Linked DNA regions of Pan troglodytes: region 2 is linked to region 1. The links are chromatin contacts, called in public HiChIP or PLAC-seq maps. All regions are on one chromosome and are shown on one strand. Each heading gives the region's core, a stretch centred on a gene start, on an enhancer-like site or on the middle of the called end of the contact. The rest is flanking DNA. Distances are from core to core; before and after follow the strand shown.

Region 1 (6,832 bases), core at 2,313-4,812:
AAGTCGCGCCGACCAAGCTGGAGCCCTGGCGTCCCTCCAATCCCACTGGCAGTGGGAGGCGGGTCCCGCCCAGCCTGGTGGCAGGATGCCTGGGTCTGCTCCCAGCCCTGACCCCCCCCCCCGCTCCACCCACCCAGGCGAGTGAGGACGGGGAGAGCGTGGGTCACTGCCCCTCCTGCCAGCGGCTCTTCATGGTCCTGCTCCTCAAGGGCGTACCCTTCACCCTCACCACGGTGGACACGCGCAGGTGAGGCTCCATCCTGTGGACCCCCGCCTGGCCTCGCACACTGGTGGGCCGGCCTCCTCCCACCCCGCTGCTGCCCGCAGGTCCCCGGACGTGCTGAAGGACTTCGCCCCCGGCTCGCAGCTGCCCATCCTGCTCTATGACAGCGACGCCAAGACAGACACGCTGCAGATCGAGGACTTTCTGGAGGAGACGCTGGGGCCGCCCGAGTGAGAGCCCCGGCAGGGTGGGAGGGGAAAAGAGGGGGGCCCAGGGAGGACGCGCGCAGGACAGAGCCCAGGAAGGTGCTGTGGGGGTACTGTGGGGCCGGGACGGGGCTGCCCCCAGTCTAATGGAGTCCCACTCCCTCATCCCGCAGCTTCCCCAGCCTGGCGCCTCGTTACAGGGAGTCCAACACCGCCGGCAACGACGTTTTCCACAAGTTCTCCGCGTTCATCAAGAACCCGGTGCCCGCGCAGGACGAAGGTGAAGCGGGGTCAGGGGGTTGGGTGCCCAGGCGGGAGGGCGCCCTGGGCCTGGTCCTCACCGCGCCACCTGCCCCCTAGCCCTGTACCAGCAGCTGCTGCGCGCCCTCGCCAGGCTGGACAGCTACCTGCGCGCGCCCCTGGAGCACGAGCTGGCGGGGGAGCCGCAGCTGCGCGAGTCCCGCCGCCGCTTCCTGGACGGCGACCGGCTCACGCTGGCCGACTGCAGCCTCCTGCCCAAGCTGCACATCGTCGACGTGAGCACGGAAGGTGGGCGGGCGGGAGGGTGACCGCGGCGCGCCTGGGGGACGGCAGGTCCTGACCGCGCCCCGCGATCCTGCCCGCAGACGGTGTGCGCGCACTTCCGCCAGGCGCCCATCCCCGCGGAGCTGCGCGGCGTACGCCGCTACCTGGACAGCGCGCTGCAGGAGAAAGAATTCAAATACACGTGTCCGCACAGCGCCGAGATCCTGGCGGCCTACCGGCCCGCCGTGCACCCCCGCTAGCGCCCCACCCCGCGTCTGTCGCCCAATAAAGGCATCTTTGTCGGGAGTGAGGGTGTCCTGACATCTGAGGGGCCAGAGGTCTCGTGATCACTTCCCATCCCCAAACCCCAGGGTGGGACGCTCAGCCCGATAGCCCAGAACCACAGAGGCAGGAGGGCCGGGGGTCGGGCCGGTCCCATCCTCCATGCTAAGAAGGCGCAGACTCCAGGCCTCCTGCAACCGGTGGCCTCAGGGATCTCCAGGACCGGATTGGGCTCCCAAACCAGTCAGGCCGGGGTGGGGCGGGGTGCCCCAGGTGGATGGGGGCTGGCACATTCCTCAATCCTGTCCCGGGGCAGGCGCTCCCCTCCCCGCAGGGCACTTCCAGTGTCTCAGGGTCTGCACGGGACTTCTGTCTGCATCCTCCCACGGGGCTCCGTGCCCTACCTGGGTGCGGCCTGGGAGGGTGGGAACAAAGTTCTAAGCCTTGGGGAGCCCTGGCCCTGCCTGGCTGGGCCCCTCTCAGCTCCTGGGCTGGCAGGGCTGGAATAGCTGGACGGTCTGAGAGTGCTCACCTCCCTCCGGCCCAGCAAGGAAGTCTCCAGGGAGCTGAGAGGCTGCAGCATCTGTTCACATCCTGTGGCCCTACACCCAGAACACAGGCCCAGGGGTGTTCCCTGATCCCTTCCCAGGCCAGTGCCAGGAGTCAGAGCCCCACCAGAGCCTCCAACCAAGGGAGCTGTTTATTTGACAGGGAAGGAATTTGAGGAGCCGTCTTAGTCCTGGCCCAGGACAGGCAGGTGGAGGTGGTGGCGGGGGGTCTCTGATGGGGGCCTCAAAGACTGCCTCTCCCCTCACAGGCGGACTCCCCGCGGGGCCACGCTTGTGCTGCACCTTCAGGTCTCATCGAAGTCCACGCCACCAGCTGGTTTCTTACTGGGAGGGGAGAGGGGTGTCACTATGGCACTATGGTGTGGAGAAAGGGGTGGGGTCCAGGATTGGACCCTGGGCGCAGGAAGGGGCCTGTGGGAGGGTACCTCTTGAACCCGGGGTTGATGAGCGACTCTCCTGGACACCGCCTCCTGACTCCAGGTCCAGGGCCACCTCTCTGGGGATCTGGGTCTGGGGGAAAACAGGACAGGGGCAGCTCCTGAACCTGGCAGCATCTCAACCACAACCTTCTCCGAATAGATAGGCATTCTCTCTGGAGCGTGAGTCTTGTTTGGGGGAAACTGAGTTCCAGGTTAAAGAGCACAGCCCTACTTGAGTCACAGGCGGACATGCCTTACCTGGTAAGAAGAGCTGAGGCCCTGCAGGCCGGGGGCTCTTCCTCGGGCTGACAGCTGTCTCTTCTGCAGCTGGGGAGGAAAGCCCATGGGAACCCCACTCAGTGCCAGGAGTGGGGGCAAGAGCAGGGGACCCCAGTGAAGGTATGAGGTGCCCACCCCCAATCCTACCTGCCAGTCGCCGCTCCAGGCTCCACACGCGTTTTGCCAGGCCCAGTGTCAGCGCCTGCAGCCTGGGGGCTGCCTCTGGGCCTGGTACCTTGGAGAGGTCAAAGGCCAGTGCCGAGGGCCCCCCTGAAAGCGTCAGGGATGCTCTGTCCTCCTGCAGAGTCAGAGCCACAGCTTGCTGCTCACAGGCTGCCCTGGGAGAGGAGAGGTGCGGAGAGCTGTGGCAGACCCTCCTCCTCCCCACCCGTCCTTCCTCCCTGCTTGGGTCTCACCTGAACCGGGGGGTGATGTCCTCAGCCGCACTCAGGCCAAAACGGGCTTTCTAGAGAGCACAGGGGCTTGTCACCAGCTGCCTGGAACCCGAGGCCCACTGGGAGCACCCGAAACCTGCCCGACCCCAGAGCCCTAGCCAATGTGAGGACTACAGCTACAGGGCGGGCAGAGGGTGTCAGAGCCTTCTGGGGAATCCCAGATGTCTGTCACCCCATAGACGATCTGCACTGCAAGGAGGGGTGTGGCGGCTCCCAGACCCGCCCAGTTACCCACGAGGGCCGCCAGGCTGTCCGGTGTGAAGCAGGTGCTCCAAAGCTCCGCGGCGTCGGTCACGCTGGGGGAGAAGGCCTGTCAGGCGGGGCCGCCCGCGGAGCTCCCTGCACCCCTACCTCCCCGCGGACCCCCACTCACTAGAGGTTGAAGCCGCCGCGGTCCCCCTCCCCGCTTTCCTCCCCTTCGCAGTAGCACACGAAGCGGGGCGGCTCGGGGCCCGGCGGCAGCGTGCAGAGCGGCGGCGACAGCGGATCCATGGCGCTGGGCGAGCGGGAACCCGGCGGGGCGGGGCTTGGGCGCCGGGAGGGGCGGGGCTGTGCGGGCTCAGGGCTCCTGCGCGGAAGAACGACTTCCGGAGCCGGGTGCAGGCCAGTCGGGGGCTTAGGGAGCTTGCGCGGGGCGGAGTCTGGTTGGGGGCGGGGTCTGTATATGGAGGCGGGGTTAGGGGCGGGGTTATGAGGGTGGGGGGATTCGGGGCGGGGCTAAAGGCACAGGCCCGGCCGCGCGGACCCGGTACCCGCGCGGGCTTCAGGCGACTAGAGGCCGAGTTTAGTGCGCGGGGCGGGCCGGAGCAGGGCGTCCTGGGTCAGGGATCCAGAGGCCCTGCCCCCAGCGCTGGCCTCGCCGGTCGTGGGCTCCACGGCGCGATCCCGGGCTCTGGCCCTCGCGCCCGCGAGCAGCCCCACTCGAACCTCGCCCCCTCCCGCCCCCGCCCCGGCTCCAAGTCCAGCCGAGTCCAGGTTCCCTCCGTGGCTCTGCGGATACATCCTGGAGCCCCGCCCTTCCATCGTCTTCACACACAAACCGGAAGCTTCCTAACTCTAATTGTAAGAAGTTATGGTTGGTCCGGCAAGGTGACTCACGCCTGTAATCCCAGCACTTTGGGAGGCCGAGGCAGGCAGATTGCCTGAGGTCAGGAGTTCGAGACCAGTCTGGCCAACATGGTGAAACCCCGTCTCTACTAAAAATACAAAAAAATTAGCCAGGTGTGGTGGCGCACGCCTGTGAGGCAGGGGAATTGCTTGAACCAGGGAGGTGGAAGTTGCAGTGAGCCGAGATCGCGCCACTGCATTCCAGCCTGGGCAACAGAGCGAGACTCCGTCTCAAACAAACAAAAAAAGAAGTCACAGTACAGAGCGATCTCCAGGGAAGAAGGCTTCTGCGCTCTCTGTCCCGCGCATGGTATTCCTCCAGCTCCTCCTACGTGCCTGTTGTCCTAGGCCTGGATATCGATCAACAGACAAGGTCTCTGACTCCCTGGAGCTTCTAGGATCCAATAGGAGAGACACCACATTCTCAGGCAGGGCCAAGTTCCAGAAGAAACTGCAGCGGGTGCTATGAGGGCAGGAGGAAGAGGATGGCTCCCACCAGGGACAGGGAGATCCCAGGCAGAGGCCTGGCCACATAAATAACGGTTCTGTTCAAGGCTCGGCAAGAAGGCCAGGTTGGCAGCATGGTGCTGTGGGGAGGGCCAGTGGGTCTGTAAGCTATGCTTCCATATCGGAGTGCTCCCACAGCAAGCCTGCCTCACCTCCTCCTGCTTCCCAGTTCACTCCCAGTCCTGGCTCCTGCCCCCTGGGCCTCTGCACATGCTGCTGTTTCTGCCTGGCACACCCTTTCCCCAGACTCACATGCTTCCTTCAGGTCTTTACTCAAAAGTCACTTTAGTGAGACCTTCCCTGGTGTTGTTCTGACATTTCAGCATGCTGCCCAGCTCTCACATCCCTCTCTCCTGTCATTTCCCTATTTTTCACACTTCTCACTGTAGAAAGTACACTTTGGCTTGCTTTATTCTGGCAGCTAACCCCCTGTTATACCCTCCTGGGTTTAGACTTTTCTGCACTCCCCTCCCCTTGGGCTGGACTTTATTAATGACTTGCTTCTGGCAACTAGAATAGGACAAAATTGCTCTTGAATTGCTGGGTGTGACATGAGGCAGCCCTAAGGGGATGACCATGGCCAGCAAGGGAACCGGGAAGCTGACGCCCCAGCTGAGCCTTCCCATGAGACCACATCATCGGCCGGCAGCTTGACGACAGCCTCCTGAAACTTTGTGTCAAAGGCCCAGAGTCCTGCCTGGCTGACACTGGGAGATAATGCATGGCTGCTGGTTAAGCAGCTGCATTTGGGGTAACCTGTCACTCTGCAGTAAGTGACCACCAATACACTTATTTACCCTGCTTATTGTCCATCACCCCAGGAGGTCCATGAGGGCAGGGATTTCTGTCTGTTTTACCTGCCAGTGTATCCGTCTCTTCAGCGCTTACACAATGGCTGGCACATACAGACACTGAATAAACATTGTGAATGAATGAATGGGGGGTGGTGGCTGTTGGAGGTTTAAGCAGGGGTGGATGGGAAGTGGCACGTCTGACTTATGTGTGTGAAGTCCGTATTCTGTGCTGTGAGGAGAGAGGACGGGGGCTGCAGAGGAGAGGGGTGGACCATGGGCTCGGACTGGAGGTGGAGGGAGGAGGAGAAAAAGAACAATCAAGGATGGCCCTGGCATTTGGGAAGAGTGGAAAGGGGAGATTCATCCCCAAGATGACTGGGGTGGGGCAGATTTGGAGAGGACTGGGGGGGCCTCTTCTTTGTCATGTGAACTCTGAGATGCTGGCTGTAGCAGGCCCCAGATATCAGGCCCTAATCCCTGGGACCTGTGAATGCTGTTGCGTATGGAAGATGCTGGGCACTGCATTCCAGCCTGGGCAACAGAGTGAGATCCTGTCTCCCCTTCCCCCCAAAAAAAGGAAAGAAAAGAAAGGGGTGTTTGCAGATATGCCCTTGAGATGGGGTGATTATCCTGGATTGCCCAGGGAGGCCCTCAGTGCCATCTCAAGGGCCTTTTAAAATTGAGGCAGAGGAAGCTTTGAGACAGAAAAGAAGGCAGCGTGGCATGGAGGGAGGAACTGGAGTGATGCAGCCCACAAGCCAAGGATTACAGGCTGCTATCAGAAGCCAGTGTTGTGACCAAGCGAGTTATACAGAAACGCCACACTTTGAGACAAATTAAAGAGTCCTTTATTAGCCGCGACTGAGAGGCAGCTAACGCTCAAAATTCTCTCGGCCCTGAGGAAGGGGCTAGTTTTGTTTTTATACCGTGGTCTAAATAGGGGAGGGGGGATTTTAGCTGAAGCAATTTTTACGGAAGCAGAACTGGCAAAAAGTTAAAAAAATGAATTGGTTACAAATGCAGTTACAAAAAATAAACAGTTCCAGGTGCAGGGGCTTAAACTATCACAAAGAGATAAATGCAGGGGTTTGGGGTGCCATCCACCGCGCGTGTCCCCAGGAGCTGCTGGTGCAGCTTGCCTCAATGTCTTATCAGTAGGTGCATTCCTGGACGTGCTTTGAGTCAGTTTACACTAGCTATGCCTTCAGGGAGGAAGGTGAAAGGGGGCCGCAAGTGAAGAAACTAAAATGGAGTGTGTCCGGCTCTCTCTCTGCCAGAGGATGGGTCACTCAGGTGGAAACAAGGTAGGGTATCACACCAGAAGAGGCCAGGCCCAGTGGCTCATGCCTGTAATCCCAGTGCTTTGGGAGTTCAGAGTGGGAGGACTGCTTGAGGCCAGGAGTTCAAGGCCAGCCTGAGCAAGACAGCAAGACCCATCTCTAAAAAGAAAACATTAGCCAGGCATA
Region 2 (6,700 bases), core at 236-2,735, 51 kb after region 1:
CTGAGCTGGGGACCTGCTGGGGACACTCACCGTACTTGGGGAAGTAGAAGATCTGGTCCTCAGTCAGGTGGGCCTCCTGGACCCGCTGCTCAAACCCACTCAGGACCGAGTCGCTCACAGGGAGCGAGCGGGCTGCAGGGCAGACAGGGTTCCTGGGGTCCTGGCACCAGGCGGCGTGGAGGGCTCTGGGAACGGGGTCTGTGTGTCCCCCGCCCCCTCGGGGCCCTCTCCCTGCTCCCACACCAGGCCTGTCTGTCACTACTCCCTGGGCCCCTGCTTAGCAGGAGGGTCAGGATGGGAGAAAGGAAGTGTGTCCCCATGGGCTCACCCAGCCCCTCGGGGTGGCCCAGTGAGTGTGCAGAGCTTGAGCGCCTGCCTGGTCACAGAGGCTGGCCCCCACATACCGTAGAGCTTCACTGACAGCTGCCCCGCCCGCTCCAGGTACAGGACAGCGAAACTCTGGTAGTCGGTCTCAGCGACAACCACGTGCACAGCCCCTCGGGCGCCTCGGGCTGGGGCAGAGCCACGGTAGCCACGTCAGAGAGCCACAGTGGCTGCGTCATCCCCCACCCACATGCCCTGCAGCCCCTGCCTCACCTTGAAGCAGGAAGCGGCCGAGGACCCCTGTGTCTCCATAGAGCTGGCGCACCTGCCAGCAGATCCCATCCCTGGGGGGGCGGGGAGGAGGCACCACAGGCTGGGAGACCCCATCCAGGAATCGTAGTCCAGGCCACAGCCGGGGTGGGGTCAGGGGCCAGAGCAGGGCTGAAGTCTGGGGGCTGAGAGGAGGGTTGGGGTTAGGGTGCAGGGCTGCTCTGGGACTCACAGCTTTCGGAAGGTACTGACAGCCATGGCTGTGCCCTGGGGAGCCACATGCAGTGTGGTGGCCTCGGCCCGGTGGCCCTGCTCCTGCAGGAAACGGCAAGCGGAGCCCACAGCCACAAGGAGCCAGGTCCCTGCAAACTGGGGGCAGACCATGGGAGAACTCGAGGGCACTGTGGGAGGGCCCCTCACCTGCTTCCCTCTACACCCCCCACAACTTCACCTGCTTCCCTCTCCCCCCCCAACAACTTCTACCTGTCTCCCTCTACCCCTCCCACAACTTCACCCTCTCCCCCCTGACACACAACTTCTACCTGCCTCCCTCTACCCTCCTCCCCCGGCCCAAAAACTTCACGTTCCTCCCTCTACCCCCCACAACTTCTACCTGCTGAGCATCAAAATTGGCCTTGGGCTGGATGGTGCTGATGGGGGATGCGGGCCGGCGTGGCCTCTGAGGCCTCTGGCCCAGCGAGCCAGCTGCCAGGAGCAGAGTCAAGAGGGTCACAGTCCCAGGGGGCAGCATGGTGGCGGCGGCAGGGTGGCAGGACTGTGGGAGGCCAAGGGTAGCACCACCAAGTCCCAGGACAGAGTCTACTCTGCTGTCACAGAGCCCAGCCCAGGAAGTCCATGTCCATCCGTTGCCTCCCCAACCCCAGCCCTGGGCCAGCCCCACCCCCCACCTCCAGCCTCCTCGTGAGCCTAGCTTCGATCTGCACTTCCTGGCAGGGCCCTGGCACCATGTCCCACGTACAAAGTCCGAGTTGACCTCTGGCTGTTTATCCATTTCTCCTGCACCCCTGATTTCCACTGACAGTCCTTAGCCCTTTACACGTTATCTTCCTTAAACCATCACCCAGTGGTCTTATCTCCATGGCCAACGTCACGGGGTTCACGAAGCCACTTGCTCAGGGCCCGGCAACAGGGAGCGCCGGAGGCGGGTCCCGAACCAGCGGTCGTTGAGCCTCGCCTGCAACCCCGCCCACGACCGCCGCCCGCTGGCCACAAGGGGCGCTGTTTCTAACGCGCCCGAGTGCGCGCAGGCGCACAAAGAAAAGCCGGCCAGGCCGCCGGAGCCCAAGGCGCAGGCGCACGAGGGGCGGATGCGGGCTACCCGCGCGCTCTGCCTTCCTCGGCCATCGATGCCTCGGGGCTCGTGGCGTCGAGCCTGGCGGGCTCCCCGTTGGGCGGGGGCGGCGGTCCGAGCGGCTGCTGCAGCGGAAGCGGGTCCGGGTCGCGCAGGGCGGGGGCGGCGCAGCGGGCGGAGGCGGCCGTGGTGAGTGCGCCTGCGGCCCTCGGGGGTCCCGCCTCGTCGGCCCCGCCCGCCTTGGGCGAGTGCAGGAGCCCCGAGGCCGCCCGTGCGCTCGTCCCCGCCGTCCGCCCCGAGCCCGCCGGGCAGAGCTTCTCCAGGGCCGCAGGGCGGAGGCCACTGCCTGGCCGCCCCGAGCTTCCTCTCGGTGGAAGCCCGTCCCCGGACGGCGCCTGGTGTCCCCGTGCTTCGCGTGCGGCGGTCCGGGCCCTGGCGGGCTGAGGGGCGCCCGCTGCCGGCCGCAGGAGGCCGGGGGATGACGCGGCGGAGAGGGGCCGGCCCGGCCCGCCCGGAGCTGCCGGGTCCTTGGTTGGGCGGCGGTGCCCGGGCGTCCCCTGCAGACACGCAGCCCCGTGGAACTCCCGGCGGGACGGTTGGGGCTGGAGGAACAGGACGCCTGCTCTCGGCCTCCCTTCCCGGGCCTGGGCTGAGGGCAGCCGTTGGTGGGTTTCAGGGCCGCCTGGGCAGAATGTCACGATGGACGAGGGCGGCACGCCCCTGCTCCCCGACAGCCTGGTCTACCAGATCTTCCTGAGCCTGGGCCCGGCCGACGTGCTGGCCGCCGGGCTGGTGTGCCGCCAATGGCAGGCCGTGTCGCGGGACGAGTTCCTGTGGAGGGAGCAGTTCTACCGCTACTACCAGGTGGCCCGCGACGTGCCCCGACACCCAGGTCAGTGGCGTGTGGGGCGCCTACCCACGTTCTGCAGCCAGGGCCCCGGGCCCCTGCGCTTGGGGGTCAGCCTGGCTGGGGACCCGCCCCGCGGCCCCGAGTGTGCATGCTCACACCCTCACACCCTGATGGAGGCCTGTCCGGACACAGCACAGGCGCCCCTCAGAGCTTGGAGGCCAGAGGGTTCACTAGGTCACTTGGGGGGTGGGGGGTACAGGGGTCTCTGTGAGCTACAGGGTTGAATCCCCCAGCCGAGGCCTATGCCATGACTAGTGGGTTCCAGGGGCACCACGGGGCCTGCCAGGACTGCTGGGGCCACACTCAGCTCATGGCCGTAACTGCGAGGAGGAAGGCCCGGGCCCAGGACTGACAACTGCCCACCCGCAGCGGCCATGTCCTGGTACGAGGAGTTCCAGCGGCTGTATGACACGGTGCCCTGCGTGGAGGTGCAGACGCTGCGGGAACACACAGACCAGGTCCTGCACCTCAGCTTCTCCCATTCCGGGTACCAGTTCGCGTCCTGCTCCAAGGACTGCACTGTGAAGGTGAGGACCGCCAGGTGTCCTGCACACCCCACCCAGCTCTGCCGCAGCACGGAGGTCCCAGGACCCAGGCGTTCCAACCAGGTGGTGGTGGGGGGGGTGGGTCAGGCCAGAGGTGACACAGCAGCCTCCCTGCATCCAGCGGAGGGACCACAGAGGATCAGGAGCGGTGCAGGGTGGCCCTGAGTGCTGAGGAGAGGGTCCCACACACAGCCACCTGCTCCAGGGGCAGGCTCCTCCGCTCTATACCAATGCCCCCCGAGTGGATGACAGTGGCTGGAAGGGGTCCTTGCTCCCTGGTGGCCTCTGAGTAGGGCTGGCAGAGCTGGGGCCTCATGGCCGTGTAGTAGCAGGCCCCCGCCCCGTGACCTGGCCAGGCGATCACTACAGCCGCCCCTGCCGTACAGATCTGGAGCAACGACCTGACCATCTCGCTGCTGCACAGCGCGGACATGCGGCCCTACAACTGGAGCTACACCCAGTTCTCCCAGTTCAACAAGGACGACTCGCTACTGCTGGCCTCGGGGGTGTTCCTGGGGCCGCACAACTCCTCGTCCGGCGAGATCGCTGTCATCAGCCTAGGTGAGCACGGGCGGCGGGTTGACCCTGCCCCCGCCCCACACCGACAGCCTGTCCAGCCCCGGCCTCCCCACAGACTCCTTCGCGCTGCTGTCCCGCGTGCGGAACAAGCCCTACGACGTGTTCGGCTGTTGGCTCACCGAGACCAGCCTCATCTCGGGGAACCTGCACCGCATCGGAGATATCACCTCCTGCTCGGTGCTGTGGCTCAACAATGCCTTCCAGGTGCGTGCGGGGCTAGGGGCGGGGCTGCCCTCCCCGGGGCCTGGCGCCCACCTGGCACGTGCCCCCGCCCCCAGGACGTGGAGTCAGAGAACGTCAACGTGGTGAAGCGGCTGTTCAAGATCCAGAACCTCAATGCCAGCACCGTCCGCACGGTGATGGTGGCCGACTGCAGCCGCTTCGACAGCCCTGACCTGCTGCTGGAAGCCGGCGACCCGGCCACGTCCCCCTGCCGCATCTTTGACCTAGGCAGCGACAACGAGGAGGTGGTGGCTGGCCCGGCCCCCGCCCACGCCAAGGAGGGCTTGCGGCACTTTCTGGACCGCGTGCTGGAGGGGCGGGCGCAGCCACAGCTGTCGGAGCGCGTGCTAGAGACCAAGGTGGCCGAGCTGCTGGCCCAGGGGCACACCAAGCCACCCGAGCGCAGTGCCACAGGCGCCAGGAGCAAGTACCTCATCTTCACCACTGGCTGCCTCACCTACTCCCCACACCAGATCGGTACACCCCTGCCACCATGCTGCCCGCCTCGGTCCTAGGAGCTTGGGGGAGGCCGGGCAGGGGTCCTGAGGGGCAGACGGCAAGCAAGTCCACAGGCAAAGCTGGGATCGTTCACTCGCCCCTGGGGTCACAAGCCCAGACCTGGGGCCTGTGGGATGAGCAGTGAAAACAAACGCAGGCAGGGCCGCTGGCCAGCAAGCAACCGACGGGCCTGATTCAGGTTTGGGGCCCCCAGAGCAGGCAGTGCCCACGGACCTCTGTGGTGCTCACAGCCCCAGACACCCCATTGGGGTAGGGAGCTGCCCTGGAGTGATGTCCCTGGGGCATTGGACAGGGACCCTCACCGCAGCCCTCCCTGCAGGCATCAAGCAGATCCTGCCACACCAGATGACCACGGCAGGGCCCGTGCTGGGTGAGGGCCGGGGCTCCGACGCCTTCTTCGACGCGCTGGACCACGTCATAGACATACACGGACACATCATCGGCATGGGCCTGTCGCCCGACAACAGGTGGGCCTCTTGCCAGTGTCCCAGGCGGGGTGCCCGCAGGCGGCCCACACCTAGCACAGTGCCCCTCGCCCAGGTACCTGTACGTGAACAGCCGCGCCTGGCCCAACGGTGCGGTGGTGGCCGACCCCATGCAGCCACCACCGATCGCGGAGGAGATTGACCTGCTGGTGTTCGACCTCAAGACCATGCGGGAGGTGAGGCGGGCTCTGCGTGCGCACCGCGCCTACACGCCCAACGACGAGTGCTTCTTCATCTTCCTGGACGTCAGCAGGGACTTCGTGGCCAGGTGCAGGGCGCGGCGTGGTGCAGGGCGGGCGTGGGCGGCAGCGGGCGGGCGGCCGGCTCACCCAGGCGCTGTTCTGCAGCGGGGCAGAGGACCGGCACGGCTACATCTGGGACCGCCACTACAACATCTGTCTGGCCAGGCTGCGGCACGAGGATGTGGTCAACTCAGTGGTCTTCAGTCCCCAGGAGCAGGAGCTGCTGCTCACGGCCAGCGACGACGCCACCATCAAAGCCTGGCGCTCCCCACGCACCGTGCGCGTCCTCCAGGCACCTCGCCCACGGCCTCGCGCCTTCTTCTCCTGGCTTGCCAGCCAGAGGCGCTGAGGTGTGCTGGGTGCACTGGAGCCACCGGGACCCCTTGAGGACGTCGCCAGGCTCTGTGGCTTTTTCCCGAGCGGGAGAGGTGGAGATGCTTGTAGCAGTTACGCCTTAGGAAGGGGACAACCAGGCCCCGCCACGCGCTCACACGCAAACCTGCTCACGCAGCTGTGATGCTTGGCACAGGGTGGCCAGTGCAGATGGAGCCCAAGGCCCCCTCGGCCTCCTGGCCAGCTTGGGGTACACAGGATACTGGGGGTGCCGCTCCTCACTCAACCCCAGGCTAGGGGTACACCTGACCCAGCTGGCCTCGGCCCGGGGCACCTTCGGCTGGTCCTGTGGGGCCCTGGACGGTGGCCCAGTGGTGGCAGGGGCTGCTCCTGGCTGTGGTTGTGCGCCCGGGGCTTGGGAGCGGCCGGTCACGCTGCTGTGGGCCCGAGTGTGTTGCATGTCCACGCACCACCCGTTCAGGGCCCTGAATAAACAGTTGGCAACAGCACATTGTTGTCCAGTCTCTGTCTGCAGGGAGGGAGACTGTGGGCACTGCTGGCACAGTGGAGTGGACCTCATGGTCACTGCTGACGGGTGACGCTGTTAGCGCTGGCACAGTGGTCCTACTGGAGTGAATGTTGCGGTCACTGCTGACAGGTGACATGTGCGTCTGAGGTCATGTGCTGGTGCCAGACTTTGTCACACTGCCCTGTCCTCCATGACCTCCAGGGAGATGCCTGGCACATGTGCCGGGGCTGGCAGCATGCAGGGCCTGCCATCTGGGTCCAGGGTCAGTAGGCCACGTCACTCCCAGTGCCAGGGCAGCCCCCACAGTCAGTCCCGTCCTTGAGGGAGTTCCTCAGCTGCTGGGTCCAGAGTCGGCAGGCTGCGTCGCTCCCAGTGCCAGGGCGGCCCCCACAGTCAGTCCCATCCTTAAGGGAGTTCCTCGGCTGCTGGG

The links. HiChIP or PLAC-seq counts read pairs in DNA pulled down with a chosen protein or histone mark.
Region 2: a contact with region 1 is called in an H3K4me3 HiChIP or PLAC-seq map of stem cell-derived excitatory neurons, with 2.9 times the contacts expected there. The contact joins the promoter of C8G here to the promoter of PAXX in region 1.

What each region holds. Positions count from the first base shown.
Region 1 is chr11:1,457,303-1,464,134 of NHGRI_mPanTro3-v2.0_pri, forward strand. It overlaps PAXX (PAXX non-homologous end joining factor), which reads right to left and starts at 3,563. Exons shown (of 7, transcript XM_016962207.4): 1 at 3,332-3,563; 2 at 3,194-3,254; 3 at 2,920-2,969; 4 at 2,651-2,841; 5 at 2,483-2,551; 6 at 2,231-2,315; 7 at 1,919-2,129. The coding sequence starts at 3,450. The coding sequence ends at 2,090. It overlaps CLIC3 (chloride intracellular channel 3), which reads left to right. Exons shown (of 6, transcript XM_520422.9): 2 at 138-247; 3 at 328-453; 4 at 603-709; 5 at 790-965; 6 at 1,056-1,260. The coding sequence ends at 1,214.
Region 2 is chr11:1,510,794-1,517,493 of NHGRI_mPanTro3-v2.0_pri, forward strand. C8G (complement C8 gamma chain) reads right to left here and starts at 1,486. Exons shown (of 7, transcript XM_016962201.3): 1 at 1,208-1,486; 2 at 827-963; 3 at 598-668; 4 at 405-512; 5 at 31-132. The coding sequence starts at 1,345. FBXW5 (F-box and WD repeat domain containing 5) reads left to right here and starts at 1,951. Exons shown (of 9, transcript XM_016962200.3): 1 at 1,951-2,095; 2 at 2,583-2,798; 3 at 3,186-3,343; 4 at 3,748-3,922; 5 at 3,996-4,144; 6 at 4,219-4,639; 7 at 5,001-5,148; 8 at 5,222-5,434; 9 at 5,514-6,250. The coding sequence starts at 2,606. The coding sequence ends at 5,757.